Regions from separate parts of the Mus musculus genome. Here all the other regions are linked to region 1. Evidence: chromatin contacts called from public Hi-C data. All regions are on one chromosome and are shown on one strand. The core of a region is the stretch at or near the end of the contact, and the rest is flanking DNA. Distances in the headings are between cores, read along the strand shown.

Evidence for each region. A called contact is a pair of places that touch in the nucleus more often than the background predicts.
Region 2: a contact with region 1 is called in a Hi-C map of bone marrow-derived macrophages, with 31 read pairs. The contact joins two enhancer-like sites. A contact is called at or near these places in 1 of 39 promoter capture datasets (neutrophils), 3 of 484 Hi-C or Micro-C datasets (bone marrow-derived macrophages, embryonic fibroblasts and nephron progenitors), 6 of 115 datasets of contacts at active chromatin or transcription factors (the HPC-7 cell line, acute myeloid leukemia, bone marrow-derived macrophages and 3 more) and 1 of 9 other capture datasets (embryonic stem cells).
Region 3: a contact with region 1 is called in a Hi-C map of bone marrow-derived macrophages, with 1.7 times the contacts expected there. The contact joins two enhancer-like sites. A contact is called at or near these places in 6 of 484 Hi-C or Micro-C datasets (the HPC-7 cell line, bone marrow-derived macrophages, cerebral cortex and 2 more), 9 of 115 datasets of contacts at active chromatin or transcription factors (DN3 thymocytes, the HPC-7 cell line, acute myeloid leukemia and 5 more) and 2 of 9 other capture datasets (bone marrow-derived macrophages and embryonic stem cells).

Annotation. Positions count from the first base shown.
Region 1 is chr13:45,441,260-45,444,454 of GRCm38.p6, reverse strand. No RefSeq gene overlaps it. Among named protein-coding and RNA genes, the nearest start is that of Mylip, 53 kb to the right of the region's middle. Within about 2 kb of position 1,719, at least 140 of the 459 cell types and tissues checked have an H3K27ac peak or open chromatin away from gene starts, as enhancers often do. A contact at or near this core is called in bone marrow-derived macrophages and microglia, where this site is marked.
Region 2 is chr13:45,051,401-45,054,595 of GRCm38.p6, reverse strand. No RefSeq gene overlaps it. Among named protein-coding and RNA genes, the nearest start is that of Gm34409, 22 kb to the left of the region's middle. Within about 2 kb of position 1,600, at least 4 of the 459 cell types and tissues checked have an H3K27ac peak or open chromatin away from gene starts, as enhancers often do. A contact at or near this core is called in bone marrow-derived macrophages, where this site is marked.
Region 3 is chr13:45,100,362-45,103,556 of GRCm38.p6, reverse strand. No RefSeq gene overlaps it. Among named protein-coding and RNA genes, the nearest start is that of Gm40932, 5.0 kb to the left of the region's middle. Within about 2 kb of position 1,621, at least 13 of the 459 cell types and tissues checked have an H3K27ac peak or open chromatin away from gene starts, as enhancers often do. A contact at or near this core is called in bone marrow-derived macrophages and microglia, where this site is marked.

The sequences.
Region 1 (3,195 bases), core at 470-2,969:
GACTATAGGCTATAGACACAACTGTGGGCGATGCTGGCATAAAGCGCTCGCTTTAGTTACAGAAAGGAAAGCTGCTTGCAGGCAGTTCCCTGAGGAATCAAATCACTCCATAGGGAAGACCAACACTGAGGATCTCCCTGTGAAGTTTGCTCACTAACCTCAGATGACACTGGATGCTACCCCAGCCGGTTGGTTATATCACACACAGCACCCACAAGGGCATTTGTTCCCTTCTCTGCTCCTGTCATAAACACTCATATTTGCTTGTGAAAGACAGCTTGCCATTTGGAGGCCAAACCATGGGTTGTCACTAATGAGCTGGCCCTCTGATCATCATTTGCCTAGAAGGTAAGGATTGGCAAGATACAGAAAATAGCTCTGTCCATGACCACAGGCATGTGAGGCAGAAAGAGGTCATCCCAAAACTCCCCACAGAAGGTCCATGGGGTGTGGGGGGGGACTCTTGGTACCCCTCACCCCCCACCCCCACCCCCCCACCCCACCCCCCGGCTAAGAACTAACCCTCTTCCCAAGCTCCGCAAGTCAAAGGTCATCAGAGTCTTGGGTCAGTCTGAGATGGCTTTGGACACACAGGAAGGGCACGGAAAACTAAGAGCTCTTCAGAAACAAAGTAGACAGAAGCCCGAATGAGACGCAAAATCTCAATCATAGATGACAGTTCTCCTAAAATAGCTCGTGGGAGAAAACTACAGTTTACCACTCCTTTTCCCCTCCTCCGCAGTGTCTCAGATGGGGAGGTTTTTAAGATGCATTTTCTAAATATTGGGGGAGGGGGGGGAATGGCCTCCCGTGGATATAAAATCATGAGGGAACATTAAATCTCCATGTTGTATCTCACTTCTGTCTTGTCTAAATGCATCAAAGAACAAGCTAAGAGTCTAGATTCTAGGACATAGAGAATGGTAAACGGTTTTATAGTTTGGATCTTAACTGCCTCACAAAGACCATGGGTGTCTTGAGGAGGCATCAGGGGGTGTTGGAACCTTTAGGAGGTGGGGCCCAGTGCCGGGAAGTTGGGTCCCTGGCACACCCTTAAAAGTGATAAATTAGAAGCCCAGATGTTTCCTGTGTCTCTGCACCCCTGGCTACTGGAGCTTGCAGCCCCTTGTTTTCACACACTCTGCTGTGGTTCACTGTCTGACCACAGGCCCAGGACCTGTGAAGTCAGCATTCACAACAAAAGGTCCCTCGTTTAAGCTGCTTTCTCCAGTTGTTCCCTCATGGCGGCAGAAAGCCCACCAACATGATCGGATTGCCATCCGTTCTACAGCCAGGAAATGCCCGACATACTCATTCCTGCTTGTTTCATGAGCCCCTCCTCCTTGGGAAGCCACATGGGGGCTTGACAGCCTCTCCCTGTGGAGCAGCCCTTGGCCCATAGAGCTTTAAGATGTAGCTGCTGAGTCAAGCTTAGCCATTGTAGCTCAGGAGGGATGATTTTGGGACAGGCCATCTTTCTGGCTCGTTGGCCCATTCCTTGATGGAATTTCCCACTTTTCTGAGGACTATCCACTCCTCTCAAGGATTTCCTATTATGCTAGTTAGTTTGTAATGGAAAAAAAAAAACCAAAAAACAAACAAACAAACCATAAAATGCCTGGTAGTTTATTTTTTTCTCATTTTTGTAGTTCAGCTCAATAACCTCGAGGTGGCAGTAGAGACTCCAACCAATTTTCTTGACTGGATCCAACCGCCTGTACATTGCTTCATAGGATCTTACAGCATTAGGTGACAGGTCAGTTGAGAAGGACTTAGCAGAAGGACTTAGCACAAGTGAGGCGACCTCAGTCAGGACTGTTTGGCTAGAATCTCTGGGAGGGCAGAGCAACCCTCTCCACTCCACCCTTCTGTGAGGTGTGTGTTTCCAGCTTTAACCTTCCCCCTCCCCCATTTTGCAGTCGGGAGTGGTTTGTGCAAACAAGGAACTCTTGTGAGCCAAGCATGAAGTTAGAAGCAAGGCTTGGGATAGGGGTTATTCTAGTTCAGATGTCACTCAAAGCCCTTGGGCAATGCATTTCAAGCCAAATACAAGCATCTTGACTTTTAATTGATTTACACTAAAATACATATCTAAGCTCCAGTTTTAAATGGAAAAGTGTTTGGTTAATAACTTCCATTAACCCAACATCGTTTTAATGACTAGAGGTAAGGAGCGAGATTGGATTTCCTAAACAACACAGCCAATACCCACAACAAAACAAATGTAAGTGGAAAAGCACGCTGGGAACGAACAGCTTGCTCCCGCAAATCAAGTTTTCCAAAAGCCAGGTGGTAGGAGGGCTTTCGTAACATGCGTGTTCCTATTCTTAAATTTTAATTTGAAGAAAAAATAGACAGAAGAAAAGTAGTAATGTTGCCCATTGCTGGGACAAATTCCTAGCAAAGAAAGGAAAAGGCGCCATGGTGAGTCACGACCCTTCACTGTGGGTCTGGCTGAAGTGTACCTGTTACAAGGACTTTTCTGGGGAATACACATCTCATTTCAGACAGGGCACAGAGGACGGATCACAGCAACGGTTCTTCCTACAACAAACCAAAGGGAAAAAAAATGTCACCCAGGTCCAATTTGGTGAATCAAATGAATTGATGGAACTTATGGGGGCACAGACTGGGAGCTACCTACAGGATCAGAGGTGACTCATAAACATCTGCATCCCTGAAAAGGGCCACCCCATCATGCCTAATGACTCCTAGAAGCTATATCATAGAGTCCAGGCCTTCGGTGAACCGCAATGCTATACATTTTCTGGTACCTTCCAACATAACTGTTCAGCTGAGGCAGAATTACATACAGCTGGGAGGTGACCGCAATGAGGCGTGATTGGCTAGAATCTCTGGGAAGGCGGACCAACCCTCCCCACCCCACCCCACCCCTCTGTGAGGAAAACACCAACAGGCTGGATCACCAATGGCTGTTAATGCTCAGAAGACAACATACTGCAGCAAAACTCTACAGTGCTGGCTACTGGGCCTCGCCTGTCACATTAGTATGTGTCTCAGCACTGTGACAAAACAATTGATAAAAACAACTTGAAGGAAGGCAGTGTTTACTGTTGGCTCGAAGCTTGAGGGTTGGCCACATCTCGGTGGTGACCTGAGAGGAGATCAGACATGTCATACCATGACCAGGTAGGGGAGAGAGATAAATACTGTGGTCCACACAACTTTCTCCCT
Region 2 (3,195 bases), core at 351-2,850, 390 kb after region 1:
TTTCTCCAGTGTTTATTGCTCCCTCATCTCAGCAGGACTCACCACTGGCAGCAACCCAAGAGCTGCATCTACCACAGCATAGACTCTGAAGGGAATGAAAGGCATATGGGCCATGCCTTGATCCCTGTTTTATTGCTGGGAGGAGACACACCATGACCAAGGCAACTTTGAAAAGAAAGTATTTAACTGGGGACTTGCTTAGTTTCAAAGGGTTGGCCCATGGTCATCATGGCAGGGAGCATGGCAGCAGGCAGGCAGGCAGAGCACTGGAGCAGTAGCTGAGAGCCCACAGTGTCCTTCAGCCAGACCATCTGGTTCCACAAGACCACTTATGTGCTTGGGCACAGGGGACAGAAGTTTTTATGCTAAATGGGACTTAACTTATTCTGAAGGAATTTGCTTGCCCAAAGAAAGTCTGTAAAACACGGATAAGTTAAGAAGCTCCTGAAAGGAGAGGTACCCTTCCCATGTGGGCAAAGATGGTTCACGTGGGCTATAAAAATGTGTCTATCTGTGCTCTCCTATGAGTCTGGGAGGCAGAGATGGGAGAATTCCCAGAAGCTTCTTGGCCAGATGGCATAAGCAGCTGCAAATAGCAAGAGAAATTCTGTCTCAAAAATGGCGGAAAGCAGGATTGACTCTTGAGATTGCTGCCATCACCTCTCTCTCTCTCTCTCTCTCTCTCTCTCTCTCTCTCTCTCACACACACACACACACACACACACACACACACACATACATACACACACACACACAAACTCACACATACACACATATTCACACCACACACACATACACACATACACACAAACTCGCTCATACACACACATTAACACAAACACACACACACATTCATGCACAGAAACACACATACACACAAACTCACACACATACACTCACACATTCACAAACACATACTCACACTCAGAAACTCACAGATTCACACATTCACAAACACACACAAATTCCTACCACACACATACACACAAACTCACACATGCACAGATTCACACACACACATATATACAGACATACACACACACACAAACTCACACATACACACACTAACACACATTAACACACACACAAACTCACACATATACACACTCACATTCACACCACACACACATACACAAAAAATTCACATACACACATTCACACCACACACTCACACACACACAAATTCACACATACACACAAACTCATATTCACACCACACACACACATACACACACATACCAGGTATATAGCCTTTACCTGTACAGGAATTTTTAATTCTGGCTGCATCACTTGCATGCTACATGGCTGCTGTTAGCTGGATTGCCTCCTCTAACCTTGGCTTTTCTCATTGTCGGACAATAGTGAGGTAGGACTATCAGCCTTGTGGGTGCTGTGGAGAACATAGAGTGTCCAGCATATAACCATGCACAGAAGGCTACGACAGCGATTATAATGATTGGAGGACAGGCTGTGTTTTAAAGCCACTGTGAAGGGGTTGATAAGATAAAAGCATGCTGTCAGGATGCAGTGTAAGACAGCTCTGACGCTCCTCTTTTCACACCTCCAAACCCTCTCTCTCTGCCTTTGGAAAAGGTGGAAATTCTTTTTGACAGGACAAGATTATGCTAAAAATCACCTCCTCCTGCCAGAGTGTGAGGTCTCCGATGTCTCTGATTCATCGCTTAGCTTTCTGGGTCTGTTAGATGATTTCCTTCTGTCGGTCGCTTTAAGTTTGACTCTGACAACTTAATCACAGTCTACCAACACAATCTATTGTATGAGCAAATTCAAAGGAAAAACCAAAGCCTGTGCCAATAGGTTAACTGGCAAAATGTATCAGTCAACCTCTGAAAACAATCAAAAAGGAAATACATATAATAACGCCTAATTCCCAAAGATCTAGATACTATCCTACAAGATAAAATGCTCTAACCATTTTTTATTAAACTCTAAAACCAGACATGTATGTTGACATTGAACTTATTATTCAATGTTGCAAATTTGAACAATTAAAATTAGAGTAGGAAATGAAACAGCCGACATACACATTGAGTTAGAGAATATCAAACGCCATGTTACCAAAAGAAGTATTAGAATCAATAAGGAAGTGAGGTCAGACTGCCTGACTAAGGAAGGACTTACAAAGGGCAATAATTTCACAATGAAGATAGGAACTATGCAGCCTTGGGGAAATTTTTAAGAAATGGGGAATATAGAAATATAAACATATGGGGTTTGTTCAAAACAACTATCTCTTCCAAGTTTGAAAAAAAGAATGAGGAAAAAAAAGGCAAACTCAAATCACCAACAGGATGATGAAACTTATGAGCAGTAGAGAAAATGTAAATTAAAATAATCATTAGATTTCATTTTATACCCTACTATACAGCAAGTAGAGGGTTTTTTTAAATGTGTGGAAAGCTTATTGCTGGCAAAAACACTGATAGGAAGGAGAATTATTTCATCTTTAGGGAAAGCAGGCTGGACACAGCCATTTCACTTAAATATCACGCACACGCGTGCGTGTGCACACACACACACACACACACACACACATACACCCTTACCTATTTTCAGTATTTTCAGAGGGGAATTCACATTAATGATAAAAATCTTACAAGTATTTCCTTTAAGAGGGAAAAAAAAAAAGGTAGGCAGTTTGGGTGACATTACTAAATATTAACATTAAGCCAGGTCCTAACCAGAACAGTAATTTTTTTTTTAAGTTGAAAGAGGTGTCAAAGAAGCCAAGATTACCATTGTTTCCAGAACACAGAATTATATGTTTATTCTGGAGGTCATAGGGCCCACTCTTGTTTAGCTGCGTTAACATGGCCCTGAACTTCAGTCTAAATACTTGTGTTTGTAATCGTAGTCAAACGTTACTCTCAGGTTAACCAGAGAAGCTTCTCCTTGCAGTCAACGGCAGTGAATGCAGAGACTCATGGCCGCTCAAGATGCCTAGAATAAATAGCAATTGAGTGCTAGCCTGAAATAGGACACTTCTATAAACCCTTCTAAAGCTCAGGGGGCATGGTGGAAGAGGTGGTAGCAAGGCTGTAAGAAGCACCCTGAAGGGTTGCAAAATACTCTCTTCAGAGGATCACACAGCCATTGCAAACGTGATCTCAAAGCAGTTGCAGTTGCCTGGACTAGGCCTGAGCAAGACTCAACAGGCAACCATGTGTCAGCAGA
Region 3 (3,195 bases), core at 372-2,871, 340 kb after region 1:
TGTGGTCCATGCAAAACTATAGACACTGCAGCTGTGGTACCAGACAGCCGAATCTGGGAAATACATTGTCTATGGACACTTCTATGATAGAAGTGGTGGTTCCTGCCACGTGGTAGAGATTGGCTCAAGCACTGTTGCCCTGTTAGTATTGAGGACCTCTGGCACCTCCTGGTAGCACCAGTAACATGAAGGTCCTGAAGCAGTTTTCCTCTGACCAGTTGGAGGTTCAGAGCCAGGCTCTCCCTGGGAAAACTGATGACAGAAAGCACAGCACTCCTGCTGTGTTCGTTCCCAGTCTTGACAAGAGTGCCTGCTCACAGTGCTGGGGCAGCCAGCAGTGGGGATAGCATCAGTGTGGCGACAGAGTGGTAGGGGAGCGTTCTGTGCAAACTTACTCCCAGCAACCCCAGCAGTGTGACCTCAGCCTATCGCAGGAAAAGAACTGGATAGTTTCTCCTCAGAGTTCCTTTGTTCCCCTGGGGTAGGCTATCAGACAGGTGGTTCAGAGCCATCCCTTGTGAACAGGGCAATGGTGTAACTACCTTGATGTCCATTCTGCTCCATACTAGCAGGAGCCTGTAAACAGCTCAGGGTGGAAGGGTGGTGAAAACCTGTATCTGCCTTCAGTACAGGCACTGGCATGAATCAGCAAATAGGGAAAGGCTCCCCATCTCTTGGTTCTTGAGAGCGGTGTCCTCCCCCACCATCCAACTCACATCCATCCTTTCCAATGCCAGGCACCCAGTGGGATGGATTGCAGTTGAGCCACTCTGCTGGACGAAACTGGGTGAGACGTCTGTTGGTCCCAGGAATTGGACTAGATTTTTGCACTGATATATTTCTCAGGTTGGCTGAAAGGAACTATAGTTCCTGGTTAAACTAACAACTCTCTGTGGACATCATTTGGGTTTCACTCAGTCTTAGCTTGCTTTCAAATCAACACTGCAATTTGGAGCATTATTGGGAACTGGTTTGGAATCATTGCTCATTGCTTTGGCTCTTGAGAATATAGCTACAGCACTATTCCCCCAACTAATAACCACAGTGATTCCTACTGTGTCTGGGGTTCAGGACATCTGAAAGTCTCCTTGTCCACAAGCCTACAAATGAATTTTGAATTCTCCCTAGACATCAAATTATCTCAGACATAACCTCCAAGGTGACATCAACAGAAGGCTATTTATTTTTATACTGTATAGAATAGAAATTATATTCTCCTAATTATAGAAATTCCAGGTAAACAACCATATAGGTTTGCCTAGCATTGAGTTTTGCCGGACTTGGGAATTTCAGTTTTAGAGCCAAGATTATTTTGGCCAATTAGGACAAGTTGATGATACCATAGGGAAGGGCTGGAGTATTAACACTGCATCTTTCCATTCCTCCTCCATGACACTAGCTGACTGTTTCTTCCTCATCTATAACTGAAGTTGACCCAAGTAAATATGTTCCATGGCACTGAATAGGCCACAGAGAGCAAGCCTGTTGGCAGCACTCCTCCATGGTCTTGTGGAAACAGAAACAAATAAACATTCTTCTCCCTGAGTTGGCTTTTGTCAGGGCTTTACCACAGCAACAGAATGAAACTAGGAAGTTAGAAAAACCCAGGTTCTTTGGTCATTACGGAATGTCAGAGGCTAGCAAACACCTAAGTATAGAAGCTGAGACTTCCCTCTCAGGACTCCTGGGAACTTGGTACACTACCACATTCTAGCTGTGTGGTCTTGCAGAAGTCCTTTCTAAGCTCCTGAATCCTTGATTACAAAGCACCTTTTAGAGTCAGGGGTGATCTGGAGGTGCTGTTCATCTATAAGCACTTGCCTATCGTCCAAGGATTCAACTGTCAGAACTAAAGAAAGGAAGGAAGGGAATGAAAGGGAAGGGAGGGAGGAGTTGAAAAGGAGAAAGAGAAGAAATACTAACAAAGGGAAAAGTAGGAGGGAAGGAGAGGGGAATCAGTGGGGAGAATCTTAGAGGTCAGCACATTGCATTTCACAAAAGACGCTGAGCTCCCGCCAGCTCCTGCCCCTCTGTGGTCACACATATATCCAGGTGTGGTGTGAGACACCATCAAAATGTCTCCCTGTGGATGTAGATTCAACTTCTCATTATTAGAGTTGTATTACGTCTGAGATAGAAGGGGTTGTTGTTGTTTTTGTATGTCATTTTTGTTGTTGTTGTTGTTGTAACAGTATTGTCTTCTCCAAAAATGATCCCTGAGCTCCTGAGATATAAAAATCTAGATTGCAATGGCTGAGAGAATGACTCAGCACACAAGAGCACTTGCTACTCTTCCAGAGGACTGGAGTCTCTGCCACCCACAGCACACAGGTTCCAACCACCTGTAACTCTAACTCCAGGCGACGCTGGTCTCAGCAAACTGTCCTTCATACGGGCATATAGCACAGGCACACAGATGGACATTTTTTTTTAATGTCTTGGTTCTCAAACCTAATCATTTAACAAATAAAGAATCTGAAGCCAGAACAGATGGGTGAATTATGTTCTTGCTAGACAGCACACATCTAAATTCCAATCCTTTTACTTCCAATTTGCTCATCCAATGTTCTTCTATCAAATGGAATCTTGACCCTTTCTTTAAGGATTCTGTGGCTTAGGTAGAGCTGGGAGTTAGGCAGACCAGGAGTAGAACCCTTAGGGAGGTAGTAATGCAATGCGTGTGTTTAATTAAAAGGCATGCAAATTGGTTTTTCTAGAAGGGATTGAGAAGAATTGGGTGCTAAGTGCAAATTATGCCTCAGGCAAGCCAACAGAGGGGGCAGGAGCCCTAATGAGCAGGAGGCCAGCTAACACGAACACAGCTTACTGCCTTCAGGTTAATTCCAATCATGAGATAGTTCTTCATTGCTTGGTTAGTGTGTTCAGCAGGATGTTTGCCTCTGTAACAAATGCCTAAAAGAGGAAAGGTTCATTTTGGTCTTAAGGGTTTCAGTTTGGGCTTGATTGGCTCTGTTGCTTGGGGGTTGTGATTGAGACAGTATATCATGGTGGGAGGCACAGGTAGAGAAGAGTTGCTCACTCCAGAGCAGCCAGAAGCAAAGAGGAACAGTAGGAAACATCCAAGATACACACTAATGGCACATTCCCAATAACCACTTCCTCCCACTAGGCCCCCACCTCTCACAGTTTTACCACCTCCCGAGAGTCTTTAAACTTTGAATTCGTGATCGGTGA